Linked DNA regions of Arabidopsis thaliana: region 1 is linked to region 2. A link is a contact called in public HiChIP or PLAC-seq data. All regions are on one chromosome and are shown on one strand. Each heading gives the region's core, a stretch centred on a gene start, on an enhancer-like site or on the middle of the called end of the contact. The rest is flanking DNA. Distances are from core to core; before and after follow the strand shown. Region 1 holds the start of GRF6 (G-box regulating factor 6). Region 2 holds the start of OPR3 (oxophytodienoate-reductase 3).

Evidence for each region. HiChIP or PLAC-seq counts read pairs in DNA pulled down with a chosen protein or histone mark.
Region 1: an H3K9ac HiChIP or PLAC-seq map of seedling shows a contact between it and region 2, with 3 times the contacts expected there. The contact joins the promoter of GRF6 here to the promoter of OPR3 in region 2. A contact is called at or near these places in 14 of 26 Hi-C or Micro-C datasets (callus, cotyledon, leaf and 5 more), 2 of 2 datasets of contacts at active chromatin or transcription factors (seedling and shoot) and 1 of 3 other capture datasets (seedling).

The regions. Positions count from the first base shown.
Region 1 is chr2:2,424,515-2,428,982 of TAIR10.1, reverse strand. GRF6 (G-box regulating factor 6) reads right to left here and starts at 2,807. Exons shown (of 3, transcript NM_001335301.1): 1 at 2,448-2,807; 2 at 2,135-2,354; 3 at 1,660-2,046. The coding sequence starts at 2,760. The coding sequence ends at 1,728. ELF8 (binding protein) reads left to right here. Exons shown (of 24, transcript NM_126631.7): 24 at 1-80.
Region 2 is chr2:2,359,661-2,364,024 of TAIR10.1, reverse strand. OPR3 (oxophytodienoate-reductase 3) reads left to right here and starts at 1,650. Exons shown (of 5, transcript NM_126619.4): 1 at 1,650-1,898; 2 at 2,042-2,130; 3 at 2,207-2,347; 4 at 3,747-3,877; 5 at 3,959-4,364. The coding sequence starts at 2,054.

The DNA of each region.
Region 1 (4,468 bases), core at 1,558-4,057, 64 kb before region 2:
GATCAGTTTGTATTTTGGGTTATTTGGATTGAGCCTTGTTTTTATTTGCTATTGTTACTAATAGAAAAGCTTTTTTCTTTTTCAATGTTTTTAAACCCGACCCGGACAGTAAATCGGATTACCTTCTGGATCACCAGGTCATGGGGTCAACCGGGTTGGACTACGGGTCAATTGATTAAAATTTACTTAATATACTTAATGTCAATAGAAATTACTTAATTTTCATAAATATAAAACAAAAATAATCATATCATGTTTAACAAAATATGAAATCAAACAATAATAGAAAGTGACTAAATTTTTCAATCCAACTAGCAGTCTAAACCCGTAACAAATATATTAGGAGATCATCAATGACGAAAATAAACTAATAAAACATATATCTCGAATTCAAACAACTAATCTCGGTTGTCTTTCTCACCAATTCATTGATTTTCTTAAAGCAGAATTATGAAGTCTTCACCAAAATCTAAAATATCAAATGAGATAAAAAAGTGAAAATAAATTCCAAAAATAATTGAATAAAGCTCAAATATTTTTTTTCAAACTCAAACATTTTTTTTTCAAACTCAAATAGTCTAAAATGCTATATTTAATTCCAAACTCAAATAATGTTTTTAAAACTTACACTCGGCCGGTTCAACCGGTTGACAGAGTCACAGGTTAAGGCGAGTATTTTCGAGTTTGAAATTGTCGGATATTAGCACTAAATTTAAACAGAAAAGTGTCTAGATCGCGGATTAACCGTCTAACTGGACGGTACGAGTCGGCCGTAAAAACACCGGTTGAAACAACTTGATACGTAGTCAATGGTTAATGAAAGCAAAATAGTAAACTAAAAATAAATAAAGAAATAAAAAATACAGAAGAGTGTTGTCAGAAGGAAGTGGAAGAGTCAGAAACGTGGGTGTGTGTGTGTGTGGTCTTGAAGGATTTGGTACTGTTTCTGCAGTTTCTTCTGTTCCCTTTTACTTTAATTTTTCTTTTGGGTTTTTAGGTTTCATGTTGCTCTCTCTCTCTCTCTCTCTCTCTGTAGGATCTCTTTCAACTTTTCAGAACATATTGACTGCAATTATAGTTTATAAGCAACAAAATTACACGCACACACAAGTATAATTTGCTTTATGTCATGTACTCATGTGTGTGAGTGAAGAAATAATAATTCAGTTTGATGAGAATAAGAGAAGTCGTCTTTCTCTCTCACTGAGTCAGAGCAGAAAGCTTTTGATTGGGTGTGTGGCTTTTTCAGACCTGACCAAACTCAGTCAGGGAGCAGAACTCAACTCAACTCAATTGCAAAACCTGTCTTTTTTTTACTCTTTTCTTATTTTCTTCATCATTTTTTTCTATAACATAACCTTTAAGAAAAATTATTTACTGTTTTAATTATAAAAAAAAACTATTTACTATCCACAGTAAATAGTTTAATGAACAAGTTTCTGACAAAAAGAATCAGAAATAATTAATTACAGAAACATGAATTGATAAATTTGTTGCTAATCAATGACTTAGTGACATCGTACTATCACTAATATTGACAAGAGATGAGCAGAAACAATTTAAACATTGAAACCAAACTAATATAACTACTTTACACAAGTTAAATCTTTTATGCTAATATAATGCATGGATCACAAAAAGAAACTCCTAATTAAATTAGACAAAAAAAGAGAGAATTTGCATTACCATCTTAACAAGAAATACAAGGTTATAAGAACAAAAGATGATCAAATGAAGAGTGAAGTAGAAACAGAAGATTTAGAAGAAGGCCATTCATCAAGAAACCTATAAAACCTCTTGCTTCCTTGCTCTTCTTCATTATCATGATCTCTTTGTTTCAGCTTCTCCTCTAACATCAATGGCCTCTCACGTGTCCTCAAGTCAGTACCAAGGATGAAGCAATGTCGATCCGGCTGCTTCTCCTCGTTGTTGATGCCTCTACATGAGCCATCATCATTATCTTCCATTGCTGAGCCAGAGCAGCTTTTGATTGACCCGGAAGGTTCTATGGAGAAGAAATCATCCATGTATCCACTTCTTCTTCTTCTACTTTCAAACATGTTTTGAAGATAAAAAATAGTCAATCATTGTGTTGTCATTAGAGTAAAACAGAGGAGGAAGGTGTGTTTGAAACCTGGAAGAAGAGTCGAGAAAGAGATTTGGAGTGAATTGAGTAGGAGGAGGCTTTCTTGAGGAAGAACGGTTCTTGCCTCTATGCATATGTCTCTCACAGTACTTAGAGTCAGGGTAAGCTTCTTTAGAGCATCTCCATTTCTTGCCATCAGTTCTTCTACATCTTCCTGGCTCTGCATCTATCTTTCTTCCCATTCCCATCTCATACACATTCCACCCAACTGAAAAAAAAGAGTCAAATTCGTTTACATTATCACCAAACCCTAAGGATAACCATCATAGAGCACAAAGCAAAGAAGATAAAGTGTGCTTACAGTGTGGAGAAAGAGTGGGAGAGAAGAAGCTTGAAGAAGAAGATGAAGAAGAAGAAGAAGAGAAGAGAAAGGGTCTTTTGATGAGGAAGAGAAGATGAGGTGGAACAGGCATATTTGCAGCTAAGTACTTGAACACAAGAGCTTGGTTTTCAAGTTCTTCCCATTGTGATTCTGTGAATGGAATCCTTGTAGCCATGAAGAGAGAAAGAGAAAGAGAGATGAAGAAGAAAGAGAGATTAAAGATTGGGATTTGTATTGGAAAATTGAAAGTGTAAGAGAGTAGTAGGTATGTTTTTATTGATAAAGTGTCCATTGGTCACCTGCAGTCTGCAGAATCTCTGTGCTTCATGTCCTCTTCTTGTTTATTATTCCTTTTTCTTATTTCTTAAAATTTTCTTTTCAGCTTTAGTTTTGGTTTTATCTTAAGCACCATTTCAGGTTTTTCTTTTCCTTCTTAAAAGCTAAATTTTGTGACAAGGGGCATAGATAACTTATGTTTAATTTATTTACGTATTATATTCAGGAGTTTGTAACTTTTGTTTGCGTTTAGAAAAACGAGAAAATTTGGTAACCGAAAAGAGAATCTACCAAGTTACATACGTATACGTAAACAATATCCTTCGGGATTGACTCTATTAAGTTCTAATTATTTTTGGTTGACAAAAAAAAAATCTAACAAGTCATGAAACTTAAGAGGTAAAGTTGTGTACAAAATAATAAGACATTAAAAATTTCAGCTCTAATGTTGGGTTGTTATGATATCTTTTGAGTCATATAACTTATATCTCAAACTTTAGTATATGTGAGAAAGAAAAAATAAGAAAAAAAAAATACTTATTTGTGAAAGAAGCTTGAATTTAACCCTACAATATTTAAGATGTTTTTAGCATTTATATTCGATCCTAAATATAGTAAGTAAATAGCCAAGTGAGAGGATTTATGTCCCTCTTCTATTCTTCTTAATGTTTTAACTATAAAAAAAGAAACATGTAAGCATATTGCAACTATTACAAAGATCGTTATAAAGGTTTAGCTAACCACAAAGAACATTCTCTTAATCATTCATTATAGTATTAGAAAATAAAATGAAAGAAGTCCAATTGTAATGAGTTTATAAATTTTGAATTATACCAAATCATTATTTTTGTTCTTCAATCAAATAAACCGTATCGTGTAATGTGACATCTTTGGTTAGATAGACGACTCGTAGTACTCGTAGCTCCAACACATTCGACATTTATAAAATTAAGTGTACACGGTCCACTTGTGTTAAAAACACTATGCATGAATAATAAATTGTTTTGAATAAAAAATATTTATGAGAATAGAAGTAAAAAAGTTTGAGAGAGAGAGAGGGAAAATAATGAGTGAGTCTGCAAACTCTGAAAACTTCTGCACTCTCTGCGACTCTTCCCTTTCACAGCTCTCACTCACTCCCATACACACCCATCACTCATGCCACATCTCTTTCTCCCTCTTTTATTTTTGTTTTCTTTTGAATTTTTCTAAATTATTTTATATTTCTCAAAAGAAAAAAAACTGTGATTATTTTAATTATCTTTTTTCTTTGTTAAAGATTATTTTAATTATCAAAATTTAAAATTTTGTTCATGCCTATGTAAATAATTCATTTGAAGTCGGTCATCAAATGAAGTTAGACCCAATGCATTAACAGATGGTGGGGGTTTGTGAAAAAACCTCAGAAACTTACACTTCATAAAAACATGATTTATTTTCTTAGGAAAACCTCTAATACTAAAAATACATCTAAATTGATCATATAAATCATGTTTTTTATCCAAAAATATATAAGGTTGATAAATTAACTATATTTAAAAAGACTATATTTGAGACGTAACGATTTAAAAATATTTAGGCAGTTTTTTTTGAAAGATTAGAAACGATTATGTTGAAGTTATAAATAAAAGGTGTTTCACATAATACATACTCATAAATAAAGTTAATAGCATCTTAATCGTCTTCAATTTCTCTTTTATATATGAGACCGATTAATTTCCATG
Region 2 (4,364 bases), core at 401-2,900:
TCTTAAACCACCTTAGTGAGGTTCTATAACTAAAATGGTTGAATTATATTAAACTAAACAAACAATGTTTTCTAAAAATGGTATGCCCAAAAATGGTTTACGAAAAATAGACTCAAAAATACAAATGTCATTGGCGAAAAATAAATGACAATTAATGAATATACAAATAATAGATAAAAAGCAAAATGAAATAAATTTTCAATGTTTCATTTAGTTAAAGATAGTGTATCTTGAAGATCATAACGTATTTTAGATTATGTACCTGATTTATAAGTGGCTTATAAATCACCTACCATTTTACCAGTAACCGATCTAATCTACACACAAATATCATCTTTTACTCTTATAAGATTTTAACCATATTTTTAGATCTCATAAGAATCAATGCAATTTCATATAAAACATCAAAATAATTCTATAAATTAAAATTTTCTCAAGATAATATTTAATTTTATTTATAAATCTCTTAATTAGCCATCTTTCTACATTTATCAAAAGATATTAGCTATCTGTTCTCATAGGCAATATGATAAAAAAAAAAACTTTTTCCAAGTTAGGGGCACAAAAAGAGTTTCCCTGGGACTTGGGCTGAGAATAATGAAGTGGCTGGGAAATGATTAGTTAAGGATGGCTTGATGAATTCTCAATATTCTGTTGAGGGAACAAAATATACTAGGAAGGATGCAAGTCCAGTTTGGTCTAAACCATTGTACGAACCAAAAACAATCAATAAAGTAACTCAGGGCTCACAAATGGTCGATAATATTTCTAAAGTTTCAGTTCTAGAGGATGAGCAAAAGGATTTGATGATGGGAGATGTACTAGAGGTACAAGACAAGAGTCTCACTGAAGGGTTGAATTTCAGATATTTTAAATCACGTTTGGAGTAACAAAAAACAAATGTGAGAAGGAGCTCAATTAGCTCCAACTGAATCTAGTGTTATTAGGGATACTTTGGAAACTCCAATTCAATCTTTAAGATGTAGGATTGATGAATTCATGGAAATCGGCAGATCCATCTATGAATTTAGTATGGTGGTGTTTCCTAGGAATTGACAATACAATTTTACTTGGTGCAAAGTGTCTTCGGAGGTGTCCCTTTCTTTTTCACTCGGAATTGGAAGTTTTAATATTGGCAATAAAAAATATCCTTTCAAGAAGGATAAAGTGTCAGGCATTTGAAACAGATAATTATTCAGAGTAAGTTTTGATGGTACAGTCCCCTGAAGAATGACTCGCTTTCTCTAATTTTTTAGAAGATCTTGAATTGCTATGTGTCTCCTTTTCTTGCTTTCTTCTATTTCATGTTTATGTAATACTAAGGCAAACTATTTAGCACAATATTCTAAACTTTTATTTTCTGAAGTTATTTTTTAAACCCTTTCCCTCCTAATTGGACAACCAATCATGGAATTAGTTTTTACGTAATGTTTTAAACTCACTATTTCACCTTTATTCTGACCTGTTAATGGAAGACAACTATGACTTTATACATTGAAATGTTGTCAACCTGTTATATATTAATGTTAACATAGCTAATGACCTATCAATGTACGTAAAGCGAATGTCAATCATATTCGTATCCGTTAATTTCATTTAGGAAATCAGGCTCATTGCCAATCCACTAAGAAACATCTCTGATAGATCCAAATAATAAAAATAATATAATATGAAGCAAAATAGAACGAAATATCTCACGCGGACCAAACTTTGAACTTTATTATAAAACAAATCAGCACGTGAAAGTAATGGTCGGTTCGGTCCAAGATGCCAAGAACTCCTCCGGTCCATCCATCAACCTAACCTTTTTTGGATATAAAATTTAGCAAATTCCATTTCCACGACCACACAACAACAACACATCCACTCGAATTTTCTATTTCCGAATAACAAAACCGGTAAACTCATCACAAACTTAAGTTACTTTGTAGTTTGTGTTTTGTCCTTTTATGTAATGAAGAAGATCCAACTAACTACTACTCAATATTTTTGTATTGACCGTTGATTTCTCAGATCTGACTTTTACTTCTCCTTCTTCCAGATCGGCGGAGACATGACGGCGGCACAAGGGAACTCTAACGAGACTCTGTTTTCTTCTTACAAGATGGGAAGATTCGATCTCTCTCATCGGTGAGTTTCAGCTAGATTAATGATCTTGAGTGGTTTTTGTATGACGTGTAGTCTCATATCGCGTTTGCGTTTTCAGAGTGGTTCTGGCGCCGATGACGCGGTGCAGGGCGTTGAACGGAGTACCAAACGCGGCGTTGGCAGAGTATTATGCTCAACGGACCACTCCCGGCGGTTTTCTCATCTCCGAAGGCACCATGGTCTCTCCCGGATCCGCAGGGTATTCTCGTCATTTTACTTACTTCTTTCTTTCTTTTTTAAGACCAAAAGTAAAAACTACGATGAGATGACGTCAACTAACTGTACTGTTTAATAAACGGCTTTTGTCGTTAGGAAAACAATCTGATTTTCATTAAAATATCAAATCAACTCATATTAGTACTATTATTTATACATAATTTTGGTTTTATCAAATTAGTATTATTGCGGCTTAGATGTTCTGTCCAAGGGTCCAATTTTTTTTATTATTTTTTTTCATACAAAAAAAATAAAATAGCCACTAATTTAAAATATATATCTTAAAAACTCCACTTTAGTTATAAAAAACTATGTGAAAGATCTAAGTTTTTTTAAATAACATTTCTATAACTAAAAACCACAAATTTTGAAAACAAATTAACAATATTTATTTCAATGATAATAATAGACCAAATTTTTTTTTTTTATTCAAGGACACTTAATTTTTTTGGGTCTGGTGTGGCACCAGGTCTCGCCAATATTTGAGCCGGCCATGTTGCTTAAGAACAATAAGAAACCTACTATTAGTCTTTTATTAGTTTTTTTTGTGTGACTGTGTGTGTCTCTACTATTGTTAGTATTAGAATTGAAAAGAACAATGTAAAAACAGTATATGTATTATTACTGCCCTATTAGTCTTTTATTAAATAAAGGTTGATTATTAGGTTAGACATTCTACATTTAAAATAAAAGGAATCTCTTTAAGATATACTCCATCTGTTCTTTTTTTTTTGATTTTCTAGAAAAAAAATTTGTTTCAAAAAGATTGAAAAAAAATTGTTTCAAAAAAATTAATTTTTAAGGTTTTTTATGCAATATTTATTAGTTATTATTGATGAGTTGTAAACTTTAATAAAAATGATTGAATACCATTGGTTTAAAGTTATAGGAAATTTTAAAACACAAAAATAATACAATTAAAATCAACTTTAATATATTTATCTTAATATATGTGTTTTTTCTAAACAATCAAACAAAAAGGAATAGAGAAAGTATAAAATAGTTTTGAATTAGAAATGATTTATGGTGACTAAATTTAATAGAAATATGGTTTTTGCTTATCTCACTTTAAAAGTTTTTTTTTTTTTTTTGACATACCGGAGAAAGTTTAAAGGATCCGATTTATCATTGTTTCACTAAAAAGAATCGACTGCATTTTGAGTTGTTTTGTCTTGTCATTATAAGGAATGTGGGTGACAGGACCCACCAATAATAGTTTAGTGGCGTGATAAGAATAGAGAGGTTTAGATTTTATCAGCCACATTCAAAGAAAAGGCAAATAAAAAGAATCATGAAATAAAGAAAGACTTGTAATGAATATTCTTTACAAGTCTTGTAATGTTGTTGTAAGGAGTGAAACTAATATAAAGAAAGTTTTGCAGGTTCCCACATGTGCCTGGAATCTATTCAGATGAACAAGTAGAAGCATGGAAGCAAGTTGTGGAAGCAGTTCACGCTAAGGGAGGTTTCATCTTTTGTCAATTATGGCATGTTGGACGTGCTTCTCATGCAGGTTTATATGTCTCCTCATTATCCACTCGTAAATCTTATAAAGGACTTGGAAACTTTATAACATTTTTGAGTCTTTGTATAGTGTATCAACCTAATGGAGGATCACCAATATCGTCAACGAACAAACCAATCTCGGAAAACAGGTGGCGAGTTTTGTTGCCCGATGGTTCCCACGTGAAGTACCCGAAACCTCGGGCTTTAGAAGCTTCCGAGATACCTCGGGTGGTGGAGGATTATTGCCTTTCTGCTTTGAATGCGATTCGAGCTGGTTTCGATGGGATTGAGATCCACGGGGCGCATGGTTACCTTATTGATCAGTTTTTGAAAGATGGGATCAATGACCGTACTGACCAATACGGAGGATCCATTGCAAACCGTTGTAGATTCTTGAAACAAGTAGTGGAAGGTGTAGTTTCAGCCATAGGAGCTAGTAAAGTTGGTGTGAGGGTATCTCCGGCTATAGATCACTTGGACGCAACTGATTCTGA